Linked DNA regions of Bos taurus: region 1 is linked to region 2. A link is a contact called in public Hi-C data. All regions are on one chromosome and are shown on one strand. Each heading gives the region's core, a stretch centred on a gene start, on an enhancer-like site or on the middle of the called end of the contact. The rest is flanking DNA. Distances are from core to core; before and after follow the strand shown.

What was found. A called contact is a pair of places that touch in the nucleus more often than the background predicts.
Region 1: a Hi-C map of skin fibroblasts shows a contact between it and region 2, with 3 times the contacts expected there. The contact joins the promoter of BSCL2 here to the promoter of SCGB1A1 in region 2. A contact is called at or near these places in 2 of 11 Hi-C or Micro-C datasets (skin fibroblasts and an unstated tissue).

What each region holds. Positions count from the first base shown.
Region 1 is chr29:41,024,003-41,028,023 of ARS-UCD2.0, reverse strand. BSCL2 (BSCL2 lipid droplet biogenesis associated, seipin) reads left to right here and starts at 2,518. Exons shown (of 11, transcript NM_001015589.1): 1 at 2,518-2,556. It overlaps GNG3 (G protein subunit gamma 3), which reads right to left and starts at 3,069. Exons shown (of 4, transcript NM_174073.2): 1 at 2,963-3,069; 2 at 1,744-1,963; 3 at 1,246-1,345; 4 at 456-976. The coding sequence starts at 1,344. The coding sequence ends at 848.
Region 2 is chr29:40,800,953-40,805,345 of ARS-UCD2.0, reverse strand. It overlaps SCGB1A1 (secretoglobin family 1A member 1), which reads right to left and starts at 2,564. Exons shown (of 3, transcript NM_001076976.3): 1 at 2,454-2,564; 2 at 55-242. The coding sequence starts at 2,508. It overlaps LOC112444974 (U6atac minor spliceosomal RNA), which reads right to left; the gene lies at 4,285-4,393. It also overlaps a transcript of CSKMT not described here.

The sequences.
Region 1 (4,021 bases), core at 1,269-3,768, 220 kb before region 2:
GCGCGGGCCCCATGGCGGCGGCCATCTTGGAGGGGGCCTGCTGTGGGCGCAGCCATCTTAGAAGTAAAACCGGCCCCTCCTCAGGAACTGGAATTGAGCTCCTCCCCTCTCGCTGGGTACCTCCTGTCTTCGACTTCCCTCGGGAATCCCTTCCTAAGTTCACCCGGTTCGGTCTGTTTTCTTTTTCATTTGTCTTCATTGCGTTCTTGTGTACGTGTAGGAGTGCTCTCTGTAGCCTCTGAGTGCCTGTTTGTAACAGTTCTTCCACTTGAGACCCTTTTGCTCTCCATCCCCTCTAACCCGACGGATCTCTGATCCTAGAGAATGTCTAACGCGCTTTGACTGGCCCCGTTCCCTAGTTATGGCAAGCTTTTCTACCTATCGCACCCACCACCGAATCTATTGACTGATGAGCCTCTCCCCCCAAGAACGGTAACACCGGAGCTGTCCTCTGAGACTCGGGATGACTTTATTCTTCACATGGCTTTAGCCTCCCAATAGCTTCAAGGTGAGACTGAGAGCAAGCACCCAGCCCATCCCTCTCTCCATTGTCTGAGCAGGTCACAGAGGGAAGCCGGCGGGACGCTGACAGAGTCTGACAGCCCTTCTGTGGGTGGAGCTACGGGTGCCCCGAGTCACAGGCTGCTTTGGGTCTGCCACAGTGGGCAAGGAAATGGAATCAGCAGACAGGTGAGGGAGGGCTTGGGCTTCAGATAACCTCACAGGGTTGGGCAAGGGCTAGGGGTGGGATGCAGGAATCCTCGGGGGCTCACGACAGTTACTGACATAAATAAGGAAGGGCCCGGGAGAGGGAAAGGTGAAGAGTTGTGAAGAGGAACAGGGCAGCTCAGAGGAGAGCACAGAAGAATTTCTTCTCCCGGAAGGGGTTCTCCGAAGTGGGCACAGGGGTGATGAGGGGATCCTCACAGGCGTGGGCATCACAGTAAGTCATCAGGTCTGCTGCTGCCTTGGACACCTGGGGCACAGCCAGGAGGGGAATTGTTAGCCAGAAATCCCGAAGGGGGCTGCAGCCTCCTTCCCCAAACAGATTATCTTTTGCGATCTTTAGGACTTCGTAAGACAGTCTTCCCTCAGCACCCACAGAGACCTGGAGCCAGCTTTCCTTACAGACGCCAAGACTCCTTCCATGATCTTAAGGAGTCAGTGAAAGAAAGCCTCTCTTAGCCTCAGGTTTGGGTACCTAGGTACAGCCTTCCAACTAATGGGATCCAGGGCCCCACCCACCTTTATCCGGCACAAGCTGGCTTCAATCTTAAGCTGTTCCACCATCTTGCGGGCTTGCCCAATACTCATAGTGCTGTTCACAGGGGTCTCCCCTTTCATCCTGGAGGAAAGAGACAGCTCAGAGCGTGCTAGAGGGCCCTGCACAATCTCAGCTGAAGGTCCCTTCCCCCATTACGCCTCATCAACCATTGCAAGGCTGGGTCATATGCCCTAATATTTTACTCCTCTCTTATCCCCAACCTCCCTGGCCTTTCCCATCTCCCAGTTCCTCAGCTAAGGAAATAGAGAAGTGAAGTGAGATGCTCCCAAACTCGTACAAGGGCTGGGCTTCAGATCATTAAACATATGGATGACTGCAGGCTTTACAGCCCTCAAGCTATGTGTTCCCAGCTCTGAAAACCACAACTATAAAGAGCCCCGCCCTAATGAGGAGGGCACATAACCCCCACCTGCCCCCTTGAGCCCCAAAGGGAGAAAAGCCGGATGCTCCTTACTCACCTGAGGCCACAGGCAGCGACAGTCCTGGGGAATCTGATCAGTGGGGTGCACCAAAACCTTCTGCCTGAGATGGGTGCCCCCACCTTGCAGGGAGTTGCAGCTGAGAGTATCTGACGCAGCAGCAGAGGCAGCTAATACAGAGAAGGCCACTGGAGAGGGTCAGGTCAGAGGCCAGTGGAGGGCTGGTCCCTGTTTCTGCAGCTCCAGCACTAGCTGATACCTGAAGGATGAAGGATGCTAGAAGGAGCAGCTCAGATCCTGGCATATACCAACTGTCTGGCCAGTGGGGGAGCCTGGCTGCTGCCTGCAGCCCCTGTGCACACCCCCACTGTTACTGTCTCACTGCCTGCCCTTCCCCATAGCAGGCATCCAGAGTCTGGGCTAGAGCCCTCCCCAAAGGAGCTGGAAGTAGCTGAGCCCCAGGCAGACACCCCCCTCAAATGGGGTGGTCTGGACCTGTGACAGCCCCTGCAGTGAAGTCAGTACAGACTGCGTGAGACCCTGCTCATTTGAAATTCTGACATCAGCTGGCCAGTCGCCCCCTCCATCCCTCCTCCCTCTACTCTGACACAGCATTTAGCACCTGAATCTTCGTTTCTCTTCCAGGGACCCTCCATTCCCCATATCCAGGAAAATGTGATGAGCTACAGGTTTCAGCTTCTAGATCACCACTTAACGTTCTAGCTACAAGTGGAAAATCCAAGGGCAGCAAGGTCCATCAGAAGGATGTCTGAAGAAATGGCAGACCAAAGAGAAGAAGCTGGGGAAAAAGAGGCATGCAGAGACCAGATCAAAGAATCCGACAAAGAAGAGGTAGGGGAGAGTCGGTGGGTGTTTCTGGAAATAGATGGGCTTACTGGATGCGTGTGTGTGTGTGTGTGTGTGTGTGTGTGTGTGTGTTGGTTTGAGAGATTGCCTCTTACGTCTGCAGCGTTGTGCGTGGTGCTGTGGGGAGTGCAAAGATGTGCGCAACACTGACCCTACCCTCCGAGGAATCTTGTTTAGGGTGAATAGACACATACAAAATAGAAAGAGCCACCCACCAAGACCTAGTCTAGATAATGCGCTGTGGGAACTCAGAGAAAAAGTCTGGTTAGGGTCGCAGGAGGTCGATGACGCGTCTTTAAAGCTGGAGACAAGTCACGGGCCTGAAATGCTACCACTCTTGTCAGCAGGTGCCAGCCAGCCCGCCGGGGCATCACGCAAAATTCCCAGGTACCTGCAGATTGCAACGTTCTCGGGGTGAATGCTCTCTGCCTTGGAAGCCCAAGGAGATGTGCGCAATAAAAATCAGCGCCTGTTAGACGCCCGCTTCTCCCCCATTTTGGGGTTAAATGATAATGAAGGTGTAGGCGGAGTGCCGCGATTGCGGCCTCAAGGGGCTGGCTGGGAGGGATGCTGCTGACTCATAGCATTTCCTGGAGCATATCTTGTAGCCTAGAGGGAGATGCCTATCCGCTTTGGTTTTGGTTACCAAAAGGGGAGGGGGCAACGGACCACGGGGAGGGAGAGAGCCGGCGCTTGGAGGTGGGAACCTGGCCTCCTAGAAGGCCCCGCCCCCTGCGCTGGGCCCCGCCCCGGACGAACCCCGCTCCCCTGCGCTACAGAGGCGGCCGGCGGAAGGGGGCGGGACTTCCCTGGGAGGCGGAAGAGCCTTCTCGCCGTTGCCCTGGCAGCGCGCGTGGCTGGTGAGTCTGCGGAGCCGCGGCTGCGGGCTGGATGGTTTCTATGGTGGTGCGGTTGCGTGGGGACTCCGGGCGCCGTGCCCGTCACCGAACCGGAGGGGTCTGGCGGGGAGCGGCCGTTGGCCGCAGGACACCCTGCCTGGCGCGGTCTTGTCTGGGAGCGAGCGCAGCTCGAGGAGGAGAGAAGCAACTTGGGAAGCAATAGTGGCTGCGGTGAGGTTGCTGGCTTTGAGTCCAGCTGTGCGACCTTAGGCAGGTCGCGAACTATCCGTGCAGCCACCTCGCAGTGTGGAATCGTGTGCATAAGTCCGCCTTAGAAGAATTTTAAGGCGTTCATCCTCTGTATGTAATATGTTTCTATGAATGACCATCAAAGTGGCCTGTCCTAGAATCAGGTGACCCGAGGATGGGTTCAACTGAGGAACTCTAGCACAGGGGGGTGGTGAGAAAGCTCGGTGGAGGAAGGGAAGGGATAATTGGCTGAGAAACACAATCAGTTGGAGAAAAGCCATATAAAACAAAGGCTTTGCTATGTCTTGCTGTCTCTGGTTCCTCAAAGGCTTTCTGGTCAGTGTGTCCTTTTTGTCTTCACC
Region 2 (4,393 bases), core at 1,315-3,814:
GGATGACACTGCAGCCCAGGGATGCGGGCAGCAGTTGTGGAGGGAGCCGTGTACCAGGAGCTCTAACATGCTGTCCTTGGCCTTCGGGGAGAGGGTGTCTACCAGCGTCTTCAGCTGACTTGTTGCCTCTTTCATGTCTTCGTCAGGGCTGAAAGGTTCCAGGGTAGCCTCAAAGCTGGAAGGTGTTCCGGCAATGAGGTTTCCCAAGACATACAGAAGGCTGGGGCAGACCTCTGTGGATGCTGAAGAACAGAGAGGAGAGAGCCCCTGTATCCATGCCCGTGTCTAGACTGGCCAGCTCCCTGCCGGGGCCTGACCCAGATGCACACAGCTGGGCCTGTCCACAAGAGCTAGTGGCCCTCTTACCCCCAGCCTGGAGGGTGACACTCCAAGCAATTGGCTCTTTGGCGCCAAGTGGATGCCTTCTGGGTTGTGGCCAGCTTTTTGTGGCTTGCCTGAGCCTTCCTTGCGCGTCCTGGGTTGCAACGGGCAAGGTGCTACCAGCTCTTAATCTTAGAGTTCCAGGCGGAGCTCTGAGAATAGAAGCTGCTGATCTGAGTTTTTTTTTTTTTGGTGTGGTGTGTGGGGGCTGGGGAGAAGCCACAAAGGATTTTGGCTCTCACCGGAAACATGCCTCTTACTGATGGTTAGTGATGGTCTGAGCCCACGTGACAAAGTCAGGCTCTGGCAGGAAGAGGCACTTGTACCCGCCAAGCGTGAGCCCCCGAGCCTGGCCCGGAAGGGACATCCGCTGTGAGTGCTGGGCCTGTAGGCTCATCCACCCGCAGACACACCTCTGCCCCTATTCCTAGTCCCACCCCCATGTTCCTTTCATCTGAGGGCGCCCCCTTTCATGCTCTCTTTTTAGGTCCCTGCCCCCAGGATCATGGGGCTTCCCAGGTAGCTTAGTGGTAAAGAATCTGCCTGCAATGCAGGAGATTGCAGGTTCGATCCTTGGGTCTGGAAGATCCCCTGGAGAAGGAAATGGCAACCCACTCTAGTATTCTTGCTTGGGAAATCCCCTGGACAGAGGAGCCTGAGGGCTACAGTCTATAGGATTGCAAAGAGTCAGATACGACTTAGCAACTAAACAACAACAATCCCGGGATCATGGGGAGAATCACCATGCCCAGCTCTCTGTTTGCCCTGTCTTCCCATTGAGTCTTAAATCCCTGTCCTTGACTTCGTCACCTTGTGTGCAAACTCCCTTTCCTGAACTCCGAGGTTCCACCCAAAGTGGTCACTCCAAGTCAGACCCTCTCCAGAACTTAGATCCCTGTTTTGCAACTTACTGTGTCATCAGGCAAGTTACTTTATCTTTCTGTAGCTCAGTTTTCTCATCTGAAAAATGGGGGATAATGTCCCCACTTCACAGAGTTGTTGTAAGAATGGAAAGAGATAATATGTGAACGAGATTCAGCACAGGGATGGGCACAGATAAACCTTAGAGCTTATTACCGGTATTATATGTGCACACACACGGACATACAAACACATCCCAGACCCACCACCTACGTATTTCACCCTGTCTTGGTGGGCTGCACCTGGCGCTAAGATCTTCTAATTAACGTACATTTCAGTCCAAATGATGTTACTTCCCCTTTAAAACAGGCATCTCTGCACCGTACTTGTTCCTGCTGCCTCTTGGTCTCTGTTTCCCAACTCCCCCGCCACTCCCCAAGGTCATAAAACTTCTCTCTCTTTTTCTTAGGGAACTTTGAAAGTGAAGGAGTTGGAATGTGTTTACATTTTTTTGTTGTTGTTGTAGGAGTAGAAGAGACAGATAGGGAGTAAAAAGCAGCCAAGTAACCCAGTTCCCAAAAGATCAGGGGCTTCGAGGAAGATGGATCCACATCCCCTGCCCCATCACTCTCCTCTTCATGACAGCTGCAACTCTTCAGAGACTCCTAATCCTTTTTGCAGAGGACAAAAAAATGTTTAGAAATCTCCATTCTGAGTTGGCAGTTTCCAAAGGGAAGAACCCTATCTAGAATATTCTTCTCTGCCCAGAATGGGAGACCTTGCCTGGGGTTGGGTTTCTTTGGAAGCCATGAGGCTCCTTCCAGCCCCTTTGGCTAGCAGGGTGATGTGTTGACCTCAAACCTGGAGGTCTCTTGGCATCTCGGGGTCTGTCCAGTCCTGGGCTTTGGGGAGCTTGTTAGTTACTCCTGTTCTGCTGGTCACTGTGTCTAGGTGGGATCTTCTCCATCTCTGCACTTCTGAGGTTGTTGGATATGGAAGATGGGGTCTTTTACATGTTTCATCACAGCCTCAGGGCTCTGCCTAAATTCCTAAGATGGGCTTGTTTGCCAGACCCAGCTTCCTGGCTGGAAGTCAGTATTCCCAGGCTCTCCCAGCAGCCACACAGAGAACATGGACAGCTGCCCCCTCTCCTGGGCAGTGCTGGGAGAGTTGCTGAGGCTGGCTTGGGGTGGAGGACTCTGGATACTTACCAGGTCTGCAGAAGAGAGTCAGGGTGACCAGGACGATGGCGATGGTGAGCTTCATGGTGGGCAGGAGGCTGGTGGGGGAGGCTCTGGCCCTGTCTCTGGATCTGGTCTCATGGGTGATGTGCCCACTGGGATACCTTCTTATACTCTCTTGCAGTGGGGAGGGCAGGGCATGGGATCCACTTACGGGATCACATTGTTTACTTGGGCATCAGCTCGGTGGAAAAAGTAAATATTCTCGTTTCTCAACCCAGTTTCTGTCCCCAGTGAAACAGAGCTCACACAATGGGCCACCTGGGCGAGGGGAACCAGAGTCTAACGTGGAGGCAGTGAGAGTGCCTGAGTCATAGGTTTTGGAGAGCTGGCCGCCTTTGCTTCTCCCTTCGGACCTGAGTGCTGGGCAGTGCAGATGGACAGACAGCAGAGCCCGCCTGATCCTATCGTCCCAGGAGAAACTGAGGCCCAAGGCCCCGTACCAGTGGCGGTGACAGGACTAAGACTGGGGTTTCCTGATACTCCAACGGGCTCTGCTCCAAGGAAGTGGCTGGACTTCAAGCCTCTGGAGTCATGCGGTCCAGAGTGTCTTGTGGTCAGACTTGGGCGAGACCCTGGACTGAAGCACGTTGACAGATTAAGTTCTCCAGAAACCTAATGCCCAGGTCGGGTTGGAGGACGCACTGTGCCAGCCGGGTCTGGAGTCCTGCCTTCCTGATGACAAATCCATGGGCGCTTCAGGCCTCATAGCACTTGACCTCTTCATGGCCTTAACCTCTCACCATTTCCTTCTTGGATTGTTCTCTCTCCTGTGCTCCCACGACTCTCTGCTTTCCTGTTTTCCTCCCTGGCCATCCTTGTTCTTTGAATGTTGATTCTTTATTGACCGAGCTCCTGTGTTGGTGGCTCCAGGCTGTGACCGTGGCCCCTTCTGACACCATGTCAGTGGCAGCCTCCTTTCTTCTCCAAAGCCTGTGCCTTAGAACACAGGCCTCCCCGACTCAGAGTCACCTCCTAAATGACCTTCTGCCTCCTGGCTCTTCCTCCTTGGCCATCCTGGGAAAGGCCACTAGAATGATCTGTTTAAAGTCTGCTTATCGTATCCTCCTCCTTCTTGAAACACTTTTAAAGCTGCCTTGGGCGGATGCGATAAAATTCAAGTGCAACTTATGAGGCCCTTGTCCACTGGCCCTTGCTTACCATTTGAATCTCATTCCTCTGCTCTTCTGCGTGGAATCTTTTTTCTTTTTTTTCCCAGAATAAATTCGATAACAGAATTGTGGACTTTTCAGTTTACTTATCAAACTGCTGCTGCTGCTGCTGCTAGGTCACTTCAGTCGTGTCCAACTCTGTGCGACCCCATAGACGGCAGCCCACCAGGCTCCTCTGTCCCTGGGATTCTCCAGGCGAGAACACTGAAGTGGGTTGCCATTTCCTTCTCCAATGCATGAAAGTGAAAAGTGAAAGTGAAGTCGCTCAGTTGTGTCCGACTCTTAGCGACCCCATGGATTGCAGCCTACCAGGCTCCTCCATCCATGGGATTTTCCAGGCAAGAGTACTGGAGTGGGTTGCCATTGTCTTCTCCAAACTACTAGAAAATTTAATTTTACATAATTTATAAAGTCTCCACATCACTATCCTAAACTTCATTTAATTTTCACTTAAGTTTCTGTTTTAAATTTATTTTTACTTGATTGATCAATACTTTACAGTATTGGTTTGATTTCTGTCATACATCAACATGAATTAACCATAGGTGTACATATATCCCCTCCCTCTTGGATCTCCCTCCTACCTCTCACCCATCCCCACCCCTCTAGGTTATTACAGAGCCCCACTTTGAAAAAAGTGGTTAGCTGCCACGAAGTTGGTGGCCATGCCTTAACCGTATGCGTGTGGTCAGGCCGGAGAGCCTCTTCGATCCTTGTCAAGGGGAGTGCTAACCTTCT